3 separate regions of the Sus scrofa genome follow, and regions 1 and 2 are each linked to region 3. The links are chromatin contacts, called in public HiChIP or PLAC-seq maps. All regions are on one chromosome and are shown on one strand. Each heading gives the region's core, a stretch centred on a gene start, on an enhancer-like site or on the middle of the called end of the contact. The rest is flanking DNA. Distances are from core to core; before and after follow the strand shown.

Region 1 (4,056 bases), core at 996-3,495, 330 kb before region 3:
GACTAAGTCTTTGCCAGCAGAATGAAAGCAGAAATGATATAATGCAAACTTTGGGAAAAGTTCTCTCCCTCCTTTTTTTTTTTTTTTTTTTTTTTTTTTTTTGCTTTTCAGGTCTGCACCCAGGGCATATAGAGGTTCCTAGGATAGGGGTCAAATCAGAGCTGTAGCTGCAGGCCTACACCATAGCCACAGCAACACGGGATCTGAGCTGCCTCTATGACCTATACCACAGCTTACATCAACGATGGATCCTTAACCCACTGATTGAGATGCCAGGGATTTAATCTGCATCCTCAAGGATACTAGTTGGATTCGTTTCCACTGTGTCACAACAGGAACTCCCGGGAAAAGTTCTTAGAGAGGGTATTCCCTTTGTCCTCTCATCTGCTGGTTGGAATGCAGGCATAATGGCTAGAGCTCCAGCAGCTCCCTTGGACCAGGAGGTAACACTGGGTACAGAGGCTATCTTCCAAATGCATAAATAAATACATGTGTGACTCTCTTAGCTGCAACAAGGAGGCTGGATCTGTCCCTGCGAAGTGACACTGGACAGCTCCAGACTAACTTTGGACTTATACACATGAGGGAGATACCAGTGGCTTTCTGTTTAAGCCACTGTTATTTTGTAGTTGTTTCCCCCTGCTTCTTGCAGCCAACCTCATTCTAATATAACACTCAAAAAAGAAGTAATATTTTATTTATTTATTTATATTTTTCTTTTTACAGTTGCACCTGCAGCATATGGAAGTTCCAGGGCTAGGGGTCAAATTGGAGCTGCAGCTGTGGCATGGCTGGATCCCTAACCCACCACGCGAGGCCAGGGATTGAACCCACATCCTCACAGACACTATGTTGGGTTCTTAACCTGCTGAGCCACAATGGGAACTGCCCCCAAAAAGTAAGATTTTAAAAAGTCAACTTTTATAGATCAGTAATCTAACTAGTTTTAAGGTTGCAAATGTTTCAAAAGTAATTTATTTAACAAATAATTACTGAGCATCTAGATCCTAGCATATGTGTCAGGATGATGGGTAATATAACTACAAATGTATTATTTGCCAAATGACAGAATATAAAAGATAGAAAAATAACATCCATGAAAATGAGAACTGAGAGATAGTGGAAAAATAAAAAGCAGAGGTTGTTTCTCTTACATGTATAAGATTTATAGGAGTAACAGGAATATAAGAGAGTGGCATTTTGTGACAACTTGGAACACAAAACCTTTTATTTCATTATATTTCAGGGGAAAACATTTTTAGAATCCCATTGAAAATACCTGGACTTTTACACAATGTCTTTTCCCCAAATAACTAATTACACTTTATATTCTGTAGGAAATTCAGACCAGGCTTTCAAAGGCTATTGAAGTTACACTGAAAATTCAAGATGTATCCTCTTTAAAGGAGACAGTAGGAAGATACTGGACCACGAGAAAGCAAAAATCTGGTAGATAGCCAGGAAAACATAAGAACAGAATTAAGACTAGTTAGTTGTAGGGAATTCCCCGTTGTGGCTCAGCGGGTTAAGAATCCAACTAGTGTCCATGAGGACGCGGGTTTGATCCGCTCAGCGTGTTAAGGATCTGGCTTGGCTGCAAGCTGTGGGTAGGTCACAGATGCAGCTCGGATCTCGTGTTGCTGTGGCTGGGGACCAGGAACATCCATAAGCCATGGGTGCGGCCCTAGTAAGAAAATAGAAAAACCAAAAAAAAAAAAAAAAAAAAAAAAAAAGCAAAAAATAAAAGGCGTAGTTGTACTGTACCGGTAACTTCGGGTTGCTGTACTAGTTGGTAGCCTTGGACCAGAAATCTCACCTTTCTAGGCCTCCATTTCTGAGCGTTAGGGATTGGAAAAGGTCACTTCTAGAGACCCCCCGTTTCTGAGAACCTCCTGGAGTACACGCCCTACCCTGGGCTGCTCTCGGTCAAAGCCGCTTAACCCAGGGGCAAAGACAACCTCCGCTCTCTAGGTCTTGGGCTCCTCCCACACGTGTGATTTCACCGATGCTGCACTTGAAGTCCTTGAGCGGAAACGCAGCACTGATGCCGCCCAGAAAACAACAGAGGGGTCAGGTCAGCGCTGCCGCGAATCACAAGGCGCAGAGTCCAGCCAGCAGCTCCCAGGGGGCCGCAGAACGACCGCCCTCACCCCGCCCCTTGGCTGCCTCGCCCCGCCCCTAGATCCTTGCCCCGCCTCCGGCCGGCCACTTGCTGCACGCCGATTGGTTGCTTCCCTGCGCACGGCGCCGCGCCCCGCCCCACCGGCGCCCTCGCCTCACGCCCGCCGCCCGCTCCCGGCTCCCGGGGGCTGAAGTGGAGCGGAGGACGCGGGCTAGACAGCTGCACGGCAGCTTCCTCCTCTGCGCGCGCGCCTCGCGTTGGCGTGGGCGTGGGGGAAGCCGGGTGAGTGCGGGCAGTCAGTTTCGGGGCGTGCTGGGGGCTAGCGCCCACCGCCTGCTCTTGGAGAGGCGTCCTCAGCCGGCCCGGCCTGCGAGGGACGACAGCGCCCGGCCTTTCCCGTGCGCGGTGCGCGGCGTCGCGGGGCGGAGCGGGTTCGCGGAGCATACGGGCGGCCTGCGGGGCGGGGGCCTCCGCCGCTCCCTGCTCACCAGCCCATGTCTTCTTGGGCGCCCGGGGAGCGCGTTCGGCCGGGGCAGGCAGCTACGCCGCGTTATCTCGCCGTCGACTTGCTTCCCTGGAGGATCTGCACAGGTTTCCATCCCGAACCTGTCAGCTTCACCGCGGTGCCCGGCGCAGGGGAGAGACGTGCGGCCCGCACTCGGCGTCTGGGGGCCTTTCGAGGACTTGCTCACCCCTCCCGTTTGGTCTCAGCCTCTGCTGGCGATGTTGTTAAGTGTTTGGTGGACTTTTCCGACTCGCTCCTTAGGAGAGTAGGGACAGAGGTGGAAAGAGGGAATAGAGGAGGGTCAACATTCTTTCCAGGATTAATCATAAAGTGTTGAGTGTCCTTTTAGATGAGGAGCGTAGCCCAGGTAGCAATGGTAGTTGTGCTGGGGAAGACGCTTGGTTTTTAACCAATAAATTGGCTTCCGAGTTCATCACTGGAAGGTGCTTAATCGGAAAGGTAAATATATAACCTTTTAAAGCCAAAGCAGTAATGAGATTGTCCTCGCTCGCTCCCTGCTGCTAGCGCTGTGCATGCGTGTGTGTGTGTGTGTGTGTGTGTGTGTGTGTGTTGGGGAGAGTCAAGCTCCGATTGGAGTGAATGTGTAACCAGCGTTATACCTCTCAAAGACATTAATTTCTCTTTTCGGAGTGTCCCACCTCTTCGCGCCAACTCTTCACCGACTTGCACTTTATATAAATCCCCTTTCTTAACATTTCCCAAGCCTCCTACTCCCAGGCTTGTCACGCTTCTTTTACATCATCTTCGGTCAGGGTCAGTTGTCTTCTCTTCTGTCATACTGTTCAGACGTAGAACAGACGTTAGGCATTTTTTACCGGTAATAGTGTGGCAGGCCTCCTCGTTCTTAAAATGAAAACAAGACGTTCTCTTGAATAATGATGCGGCAGGAAAAAGCTGGTGTAATGAGAGCCGGGGAAGGATGTCGTGTTTCTCTTCCGGAGACACGCCCTCCCCACCCCCCATCCTTCTCTGCCCGCTAGGATCACAGCAGCCTTAACTGGCTGATTATTTCCGAATTCATTTTCTGGAGTCTAAGGTAAAGAATTTATCTTATTATTTTATCCTTATCGGCTCCTTTTAAGTGATTACAATATATTCAGGTTGTAAACATTTTAAAAATATTACAGAGGAACATCAAGTAAAAAATTCAGAGTGCGCAGAAGAGTATCAAGAAAAAAGTTAGACTTCCTTGATTTTGGACGTTGCATACTTTACATCCTCAATTCCAGTCCCTAGGAGGGGATTGTGCCATAATACTGTTGGGCAACTACTTTAATATAAAGATACATTAGCTTAAAAAAAAATTAAAGATACATTAACTTAGTACATGCTGACCTATCTCATTTTTGGATGTACTGTTTGGATGTACTCTTTAATTTTTTTTTTTTTTTTGGCCATGCCTGCCGCA
Region 2 (4,220 bases), core at 1,446-3,945, 270 kb before region 3:
AGGGGCTTCTTTCTAAAGCAGACCTGACAGCAACATGTCACTGTGTGTGTGCCGGAGAGGGGGAATGAAGCTAAACATCGATTTCCTAATGTTAACGGTCTTATAAATTGTGTGTGTGTGTGTGTGTGTGTGTGTGTCTTTTAGGGCCACACCCATGGCATATGGAAGTTCCCAGGCTAGGGGTCCAATTGGAGCTACAGCTGCTGGCCTATATCACAGCCATAGTAACCCCAGATCCAAGCTGCATCTGCAAACTACACCAAGCTCACGGCAATGCCAGATCCTTAACCCAGTGAATGATCGAACCTGCATCTTCATGGATAGTAGTCTGGTTTGTTACTGCTGAGCCGCGATGGGAACTCCCCCTTTTATTCTTTTTTTTTTTTTTTTTTTTTTTTTGGTCTTTTTGTCTTTTCCAGGGCCGCACCATGGCATGTGGAGGTTCCCAGGCTAAGGGTCTAATTGGAGCTGTAGCCACCGGACTACGCCAGAGACACAGCAATCCCAGATCTGAGCTACACCACAGCTCATGGCAATGCCGGATCCTTAACCCACTGAGCAAGGCCAGGGATAGAACCTGCCACCTCATGGTTCCTAGTCGGATTCGTTAACCACTGAGCCACGACAGGAAATCCTCCTATAAATGGTTCTTAATCCATGTCCTCTGAACAAAAAGACCCCATCACTACTTGCACTGACAGAAGACTTGCAGGCCCAGTGGTTATCACTCTGGTCCACTAGCGAATCCTCTCTACACGCCTTGCTCAACACATGTGACACATCACAGATAAATGAAGCGCAAATGCAGCTTCTGAAAAATCCCCTTCATAACTTTTCAAGGAATCAAGTGATACAGGTTGAAAGTTCTTGCTGCATGACCATGAGGCCTCTCGGTAGCTCTACTGAGAGGTAGGAAAACAAAAGTTTTCTTTTTTTTCTTTTGTTCTTTTTAGGGCCCCACCTGGGGCACATGGAAGTTCCTAGGCCAGGGATTGAATTGGAGCGGCAGCTGCCAGCCTACACCACAGCTACAGCAGTGCCAGATCTGAGCCACATCTGTGACCTATCCTGCAGCTCACAGCAACGCTCCATCCTTACCCCTGAGCGAGGTCAGGGATCGAACCCGCATCAGACTCTATGTTGGGTTCTTAACCTGATGAGCCACAACGGGAACTCTGAAAACAAAAGTTTAGATAGAGAATTTTAAAAAGTTGAAACTGCAGAAAATAGGCCAAAATAAAGAAGATGAAGTAGAAGAACTTCACATAGACTTTTAAAAAGTTAATTATACAGTTGTTTATTTCCAGCTTAAAAAAAAAAAAAGACCCTTAAGTTACTAGAAAATTATTTACAGTTTTAATCACATTTAAAGCCAGGAATCTGCACGTGAAAGGGACAGCCTTGTTGGCACAGGCTGGGACAGGTTCTGTTACCTGCCCGAAGTGCTCAAGTTTCTTGCTAGAGGGGACCCCCGTCTCCTGACTGCACGGCCCAACCAGCAATGTACAAAATATCAGAGGGGATGCCACTTGGCTAACAAATAATTAAGTGCTTTTTTAGTGTTTAAGAGAAACCTTATTTTTTTGGTATGTAGAATCATGCTAAACACATGTATGATTTAGGAAATTTTTGGTTAAAAAATAAAAGTTTGTCTCTCCCACAAGACCCATGACCTCTGCCCAGGTACTCATGGGTCTTTGGGGTCTTTTTGGCCACATCCATGGCATGTGGAAGTTCCCAGGCCAGGGATTGAACCCATGCCATGGCAGGGACCAGAACCTCAGCAGTGACACCAAGGGATCCTTAACCCACTGAGCCACCAGGGAACTCCACCCATAGGTCTTTTTGTGACAGGGACATTGAGCAGTGGCTCCATCAAACCGGGACAGATACATCAGCAGCTGTATTGGCTGAGGGTGCTCCATCCATAGGCTTGTGGCTCGAGACAGTGCTTTGGGTCAAAGTGCTTTGGAGAGTGTCTTCTCGATGATTCTCTGGAAATGAAACGATGGACACAGAGTCCCAGGCATCATCTCTTGACGAGCTGTCCTTGTCCAAGGCGTCTAAGATGGGCTGAGCCGGGTCCTTTAAATACTTGAAAAGGTTGAAAATCATTATTACAATCAGGTTCTCAGTTCAAGATACCAGATCTTTTTACTTTAATGTTTCGTTGACCCAATCCTATTATTATTTTTTTTCGCCCAAGGATAACTTCCAATTCTGTCCACCCACAAAACACCTTCACCCCTCATCTCAATCACCTGACCGTGAATCCAAGGGCCACCCAGGGAATACTCTGAGGTGCCAAAGGGCACCGCTCAGGAAAAGCGAGTTCTGGCTTGTGGGTGATTAATCCCTGAAAAGTCTCTACTTTTTCAGGGAAGGAGGAAGCGGAACCCCTGGTTCACCTCCAATGGGGAAAACAGGGAACCTTCAGGAGCGTTTTCCCAGCCACTCCATCCAGAGGCTGTTGCTACTTCACACAACACCCCAGGGACAGAGGATCTGGGCGGGTGCACAGCCGTGGCAGCACAGCCCTGGTCGAGTCAGGGAGCGTTGGTCCTCGGGGATGAAGCAGTGGTCCCCAGGGCCTAACTGTCCCCTGTCCTTCCTGCCTCCGCTGTGGGCTCAGCCATTGATGAGCAAGTTACCAAACCTACCTGGGCTGGCAAATGCTGAAAGATACTAAAATAGTCAGTTTAGAGCTGGCGGATGGAAAGAGGAACAATCCATCACGCGCTCTTGTGAAACCTCAGACATTTAAGTGAAACATGATTCACTGTTCTCACGCAACTTCAGTGACTTTTGATACAGATTTTTCACGCTTTCCCCGGAAAATGAACCGAAAGATTGTATGTTTTAGATGCAAGCCCCAAAGGAACGACTAGGAGTAAATTCACTGATGAGAGTCCAGACGTTAGTTTTACTGGGAGAGAGAGATTATGCCTGCGAGTAAAATTCTAAGTTGAGAGCTGTTACACCGGCACAACAGTAACCAGGGAAGGTGGTTTTTTTGGCGGTAAGAATACATCAGGGGACGTCCATCTTCAACACATTTTGAAGTGCACAGCACAGGACTCTCTATAGGCACGATGTTTACTACAGATTTCTAGAACCTACCTTGCATAACTGAAACTTTGTATCATTTGAAAGCAACTCTCCCCTTGCTCTTCCCCTGGCCCCTGGTAACCGCTATTCTGCTCTGTTTCTATGAGTTTGACTATTTTATTTTTATGTATATATGTCTGTCTGTCTGTCTGTCTGTCTTTTTAGGGCTGCTCCTGTGGGATATGGGGGTTCCCAGGCTAGGGGTCTAATTGGAACTGTAGCTGCCACAGCAACACCAGATCCGAGCTGTGTCTGCGATCTACACCACAGCTCACGGCAATGCCGGATTCTTAATCCACTGATCGAGGCCAGGGATCGAACCTGAAACCTCATGGTTTCTAGTTGGATTCGTTTCTGCTGTGCCATGACAGGAAGTCTGTGTTTGACTATTTCAGATGCTTCAAAGAAGTGGGATCCTGCAGCATTTGGATGGAAGGTTCAGTAGGGAATTTAATGTAATTTGCACAATGTCTGTGTACTTTAAAAACATCTCATGACAAATGAAGGGAAACAAGAGATTATAGAGCTCCTTCTAGAAGCACCAGTCTGTCTTTCTAGACTAGCTATAACAACATAAGATTCTGTTTCTGCTTTTTTTTTTTTTTTTTGGTTTTTAGGGCCAAACCCACGACATATGGAGGTTCCCAGGCTTGGGGTCAAATCAGAGCTACAGCTACACCACAGCCACAGCAGGATCCAAGCCACATCTTCGATCTACACAGCTCACGGCAACACCGGATCCTTAACCCACTGATTGAGGCCAAGGATCCAACCTGCAACCTCATGATTCCTAGTCAGATTTGTTTCCGCTTCGCCACGATGGGAACTCCTTTTTTAAAAATAGCCACTCCTGTGGTATATGGAAGTTCTGGGCTAGGGGTCAAATCGAGCTACGCCACAGCCATGCCAGATCCGAGCTGCATCTTTGACCCTCGTGGCACCTTGCAGCAACACGGATCCCCACCCCACTGAGCCAGGCCAGGAATTGAACCTGCATCCTCATGGACGTTATGTTGGGTTCCCAACCTGCTGAGCCACAAGGGGGACTCCTGTTTCCAATATTTTACTTTGATTTTACCGAAGGATGATAAACTTCCAGAAGCAAATACTTC
Region 3 (4,109 bases), core at 1,359-3,858:
CTGTGCTGGGCAGGGGATTGAACCCACACCTCCACAAGGAACTGAGCCACAGCAGTCGGATTCTTAACCCACTGGCCACAGCAGGAACTCCCTATAAATATTTTTTGAGTAAGTGAATGGGGATCAGACACCATGAAATGAAAACACTTGGCAGCCTGTGTTCCAAATTTGGGTATTCACTCGGCTGTTCCAGACTGCTTCTATCAAGTGAGGATTTTTTTCTGCCCTTGTCCAGATAGCACCGTTTCTAGAAGCGAATGAGAAACCTGCGAGTGAAAGCATGGAGCCTCCATGACCCCGTATGATGAGAGGATCCAGCATTTGTTTTTGTTTTTTTGCCTTTTCTAGGCATATGGAGGTTCCCAGGCTAGGGATCTAATCGGGGCTGTAGCCGTCGGCCTGCACCAGAGCCACAGCAACGCAGGATCCAAGCAGCGTCTGCAACCTACACCACAGCTCAGGGCAACGTCGGATCCTTAACCCACTGAGCAATGCCAGGGATCGAACCCGCAACCTCATGGTTCCTAGTTGGATTCGTTAACCACTGAGCCACGACAGGAACTCCGAGCCAGCATTTGTAATAGGAACACCCAGGCATGTCTGGGCTGCACGGAGTGGCGAGTGTGCTCAAATCACTCTCCTTAGAAGGATAAGGAAAATTTCCATGAGCCCTAACTTGAAGCTCCATTCACTTCACCAGTCAGGAAGGACTTACTGAGAGCATCCTAGGTGCCCAGCATGAGCACAAGTGATACAGACCCTCCTTTCTGGGAGCTTACCCGCTCCTGGGGGGAAGGACAATTACACAAGTGCTTGTAATTGCGACAAGGCTGATTAGGGAGAAATACAGGGTGATGTGACAATATAAAACAGTGACTTGGAGCTGTGAGGGGCTGGGAAGGCTTACCTGTGACAGTCATCCGTCTTTTTTTTTTTTTTTCCTTTTTAGGGCCATATCTGTGGCCTATGGAAGTTTCCAGGCTAGAGGTCAAAGTGGAACCACAGCTACCAGCCTACATCACAACCAGAGCAGCACTGGATCTGAACCGAGTCTGTGACTGACACCAGAGCTCACGACAGCGCCGGATCCTTAACCCACTGAGAGAGGCCAGAGATCGAACCTGCATCCTCATGGATTCTAGTCAGGTTCTTAATCTGATGAACCACACGGGAACTCTGTGACGGTCATCTCTAAGGTGGGGTTTGGAAGGGGAGGTGGGAAGGGGTGGGGGTGTGGGGAAGCCTTGCAGGAAGATGGAAGAACTTGGGTAAATGTCTAAGGCAGAAGGCCCCAGCAGAGCAGGCTGGGAGGCGGTATGTGGGTTCTCAAGTCCAGCTGTGGGACAGCAGGTTTCACCCAGTTCCCAGGAAGATAGGTGCCCACACCGTGCCTTTCCCAGACTCACACAGAGGGGCCTTGTGGGCTGGTGTGTCCCAAAGTCTGGTGCATTCAGGGAATTGAATGCCCAATGAATGGTGAGGAGCTTAAACCTCTTTGCCAGTTTTCAGCTGCTCCATGTAGATTTCAGCTGTCCTCATTTGTACCTATTGACCTACAGGTACCGGTCTCTCCATTACTGAGAGTTAAAACCACTCTCTGTCCAGGTCCATTGACCTTGCCCCTTAGGGAGATATGGCTTATCCCCCTGCATAAAAGCTCACGTCCTCTGGATCCAACCAAGTCCCTCATTTGCAGGCATCCCATCAGAATCGCCCAAGAACTTGATGGGATGCTGTCATTACTCTGTGCCCAGCGCATAGCACATAGTAGGTGTGCAACTAAATGCATGGTTGTATGAATGAATCTGTTTCCAAAAACATGGGGACTTCCCTATGGGAACACTTCTCGCCCAGCCTGAATCGGGGTCTATGGTAGCACGCATTTAGCGCCCACTTCTCTGCACACCATCTGTAACCCGCAAAAGTGGTGTACACTCTTCATCTCTGCCGTCCCACCTCTCCGGAGCTACTTCAGCCCCTCCAAAGGCCACCAAGGACAAAATAAAGCAGAAAACAATGCCCGGAGGACCACGCTCCAGATGCTGCAGAAACAACTGTTCACACTCTCGGTCCTAGCTTATTATTTTATACATAGTGATAACTAGCTTTTTTTTCTCTTTTGTCCTTTTAGGGCCGCATCTGCAACATATGGAGATTCCCAGGCTAGGGGTCGAATCAGAGCTATTGCTGCCAGCCTACGCCAGAGCCACAGCAATGCCAGATCTGAGCCTCGTCTGTGACCTACACCACAGCTCACAGCAACGCCGGATCCTTAACCCACTGAGCGAGGCCAGGGATCAAACCCGCAACCTCCTGGTTCCTTGTCGGATTCGTTCCTTGTCGGGAACTCCTAGTTTTGATTCTCTGTTGGCTTAACCTCCTGCAGAATAGAAACTGTACGAAGAAAGCCTGGCTCCTTGGGTTAGGATGTGGGAAGAAGGCGACGAGGAGGCTAGCATGGATGATGCTGACAAAAGATAACGGATTGCTCACCTACCATCATTACCATTGGGGCTTGAGAGGGGCTTACCAGCTTCCAAGCAGGATTCGCTCAGCCACAGCCGCTGCTGTTGGGGCTTCTCTGCATAATACTCTTTCAGGGATACGTGCCTTGTAGACAGTTCTGCTTTTTTGCTCCAGTTCATCCTTGGTGGCTGCCTCTATGCTGTGACCGTCAGTCCCCAGCCCCTTCTATTTCCTCCTTTTCCACCTCGGCCTCTGAAACGCCGTGGAACTGCCCCTGCCAATTACGACTACAGGCAAAAACTGCACACCAACTATCAAGCATCTGTTCCTCAATTTCTCACTAGCTGCAACTTTGAATAACATTTCCTCTGAGTATAAGAAGATGCTCCAAACTGAGAATTTCCTTGCTTACGCAATTTTTTTTTTTTTTTCTGGTGTCTGCCTTGTGGTTTAGATGCCACATCTTAACTTCTCCTTCCTCAAAGGGTCAGTGCAACTCTGCCATCTTGTTCCATCTGGGTCTTTTTCCCATAAGCCATAAACCAAAGTTTGTGAGCATTTTTCCCGTCCCTTTCTGAGCCAGGCTCCTTCCCTGGGCGCTGTCTGAAAATAACTTCGCTACCATCTCACATAGGTCCAATCACTCCAGCTTATCTCATGTCTGTTTTCTGCATGTAGATTACAGTTTTCCCCCTAATACACCAGCAAATACTTGGTGACTGCATATTTATGTGCCAGTATTCTGTAAAGTATAATCTGGGAGACAGACTGGAAAACCTGATTTTTGTCAGCTTGTGTCACGCAAGCCTGTACGAATACAGGAAAGCGTGAGATATGCGGTGAGGGGCATTGTGCAGCGGGGCCCCCATGTCTCTCCTGAGTGATGCAGGGGAATGTGGTATTTCCAGCTACAAAGCATCCTTCTGGGCTTGGAGTTGCTCTGCCCCTTTCCCACCCAAGAAAGCCTAGGAAATTTAGGGGGTGATGGGATATTTTCAAAGGGATAATCTTAAATACTCTTTACTCTCTTTCTCAGATGAGCCATCTTTTGCAAACTGTGAGACTTAGTGACAAAACACCATATCCCCTCTAACCCATGAACCCCATCCATGCAGCTCAGGGTACTGCAGTTGAAGCTGGTTGGCAAAGATAGGGCTGTTTTCTGATCACACTTCAAAGAAAGAAATGGCGTTCTCGAACTGCCTTTGCTCGCAACTGCCGATTGCATTTGGCAGAACGAGGTTGTGCAGAGAGATAAGCCTGGAAAAGGGGCAGTTGCTGTTACATTCTTGGTTGATTGTGGCCCCTCCTAACGCAGGAAGTATGCGAGTATCTCATACTCAAGACTGGAGCCAAAGCTGTCATGTCATTTCCACACCTCTCTGAGTCTCAATTTCCTTGTGTGGAAGCATGGGCATTTTCATGCTTGCCTCTTAAGGACTGTGGTGGAAATTCAGTAGAAAGAATTTTGTGAGAGCCCTCAGCACTGTGCTGGGATTAAGTGGTTTCTTGATAAATATTTGCTGGGTGCAAAAAAAAAAAAAAAAATAATAATGGTATTTATTTAAGAGTCTGCTATGCAATTTTTCTTTCTTTCTTTTTATTTATTTATTTATGTATTTATTTTGTGTCTTTTTTGCCTT

What was found. HiChIP or PLAC-seq counts read pairs in DNA pulled down with a chosen protein or histone mark.
Region 1: an H3K27ac HiChIP or PLAC-seq map of alveolar macrophages shows a contact between it and region 3. The contact joins the promoter of TMEM50B here to the promoter of IFNAR2 in region 3. A contact is called at or near these places in 2 of 2 datasets of contacts at active chromatin or transcription factors (alveolar macrophages and skeletal muscle).
Region 2: a contact with region 3 is called in an H3K27ac HiChIP or PLAC-seq map of alveolar macrophages. The contact joins the enhancer-like site here to the promoter of IFNAR2 in region 3. A contact is called at or near these places in 1 of 5 promoter capture datasets (liver), 25 of 47 Hi-C or Micro-C datasets (alveolar macrophages, blood, embryonic fibroblasts and 11 more) and 2 of 2 datasets of contacts at active chromatin or transcription factors (alveolar macrophages and skeletal muscle).

What each region holds. Positions count from the first base shown.
Region 1 is chr13:197,091,497-197,095,552 of Sscrofa11.1, reverse strand. It overlaps TMEM50B (transmembrane protein 50B), which reads left to right and starts at 2,245. Exons shown (of 7, transcript XM_021070935.1): 1 at 2,245-2,404.
Region 2 is chr13:197,032,661-197,036,880 of Sscrofa11.1, reverse strand. It overlaps IFNGR2 (interferon gamma receptor 2 (interferon gamma transducer 1)), which reads right to left. Exons shown (of 7, transcript NM_001111258.1): 7 at 1,277-2,094. The coding sequence ends at 1,876. Among named protein-coding and RNA genes, the nearest start is that of IFNGR2, 27 kb to the right of the region's middle. Within about 2 kb of position 2,695, at least 11 of the 83 cell types and tissues checked have an H3K27ac peak or open chromatin away from gene starts, as enhancers often do. A contact at or near this core is called in alveolar macrophages, retroperitoneal adipose tissue and subcutaneous adipose tissue, where this site is marked.
Region 3 is chr13:196,764,586-196,768,694 of Sscrofa11.1, reverse strand. It overlaps IFNAR2 (interferon alpha and beta receptor subunit 2), which reads right to left and starts at 2,608. Exons shown (of 10, transcript NM_001204775.2): 1 at 2,531-2,608. The region is part of intron 4 of LOC110256370 (40S ribosomal protein S2-like); the gene reads left to right.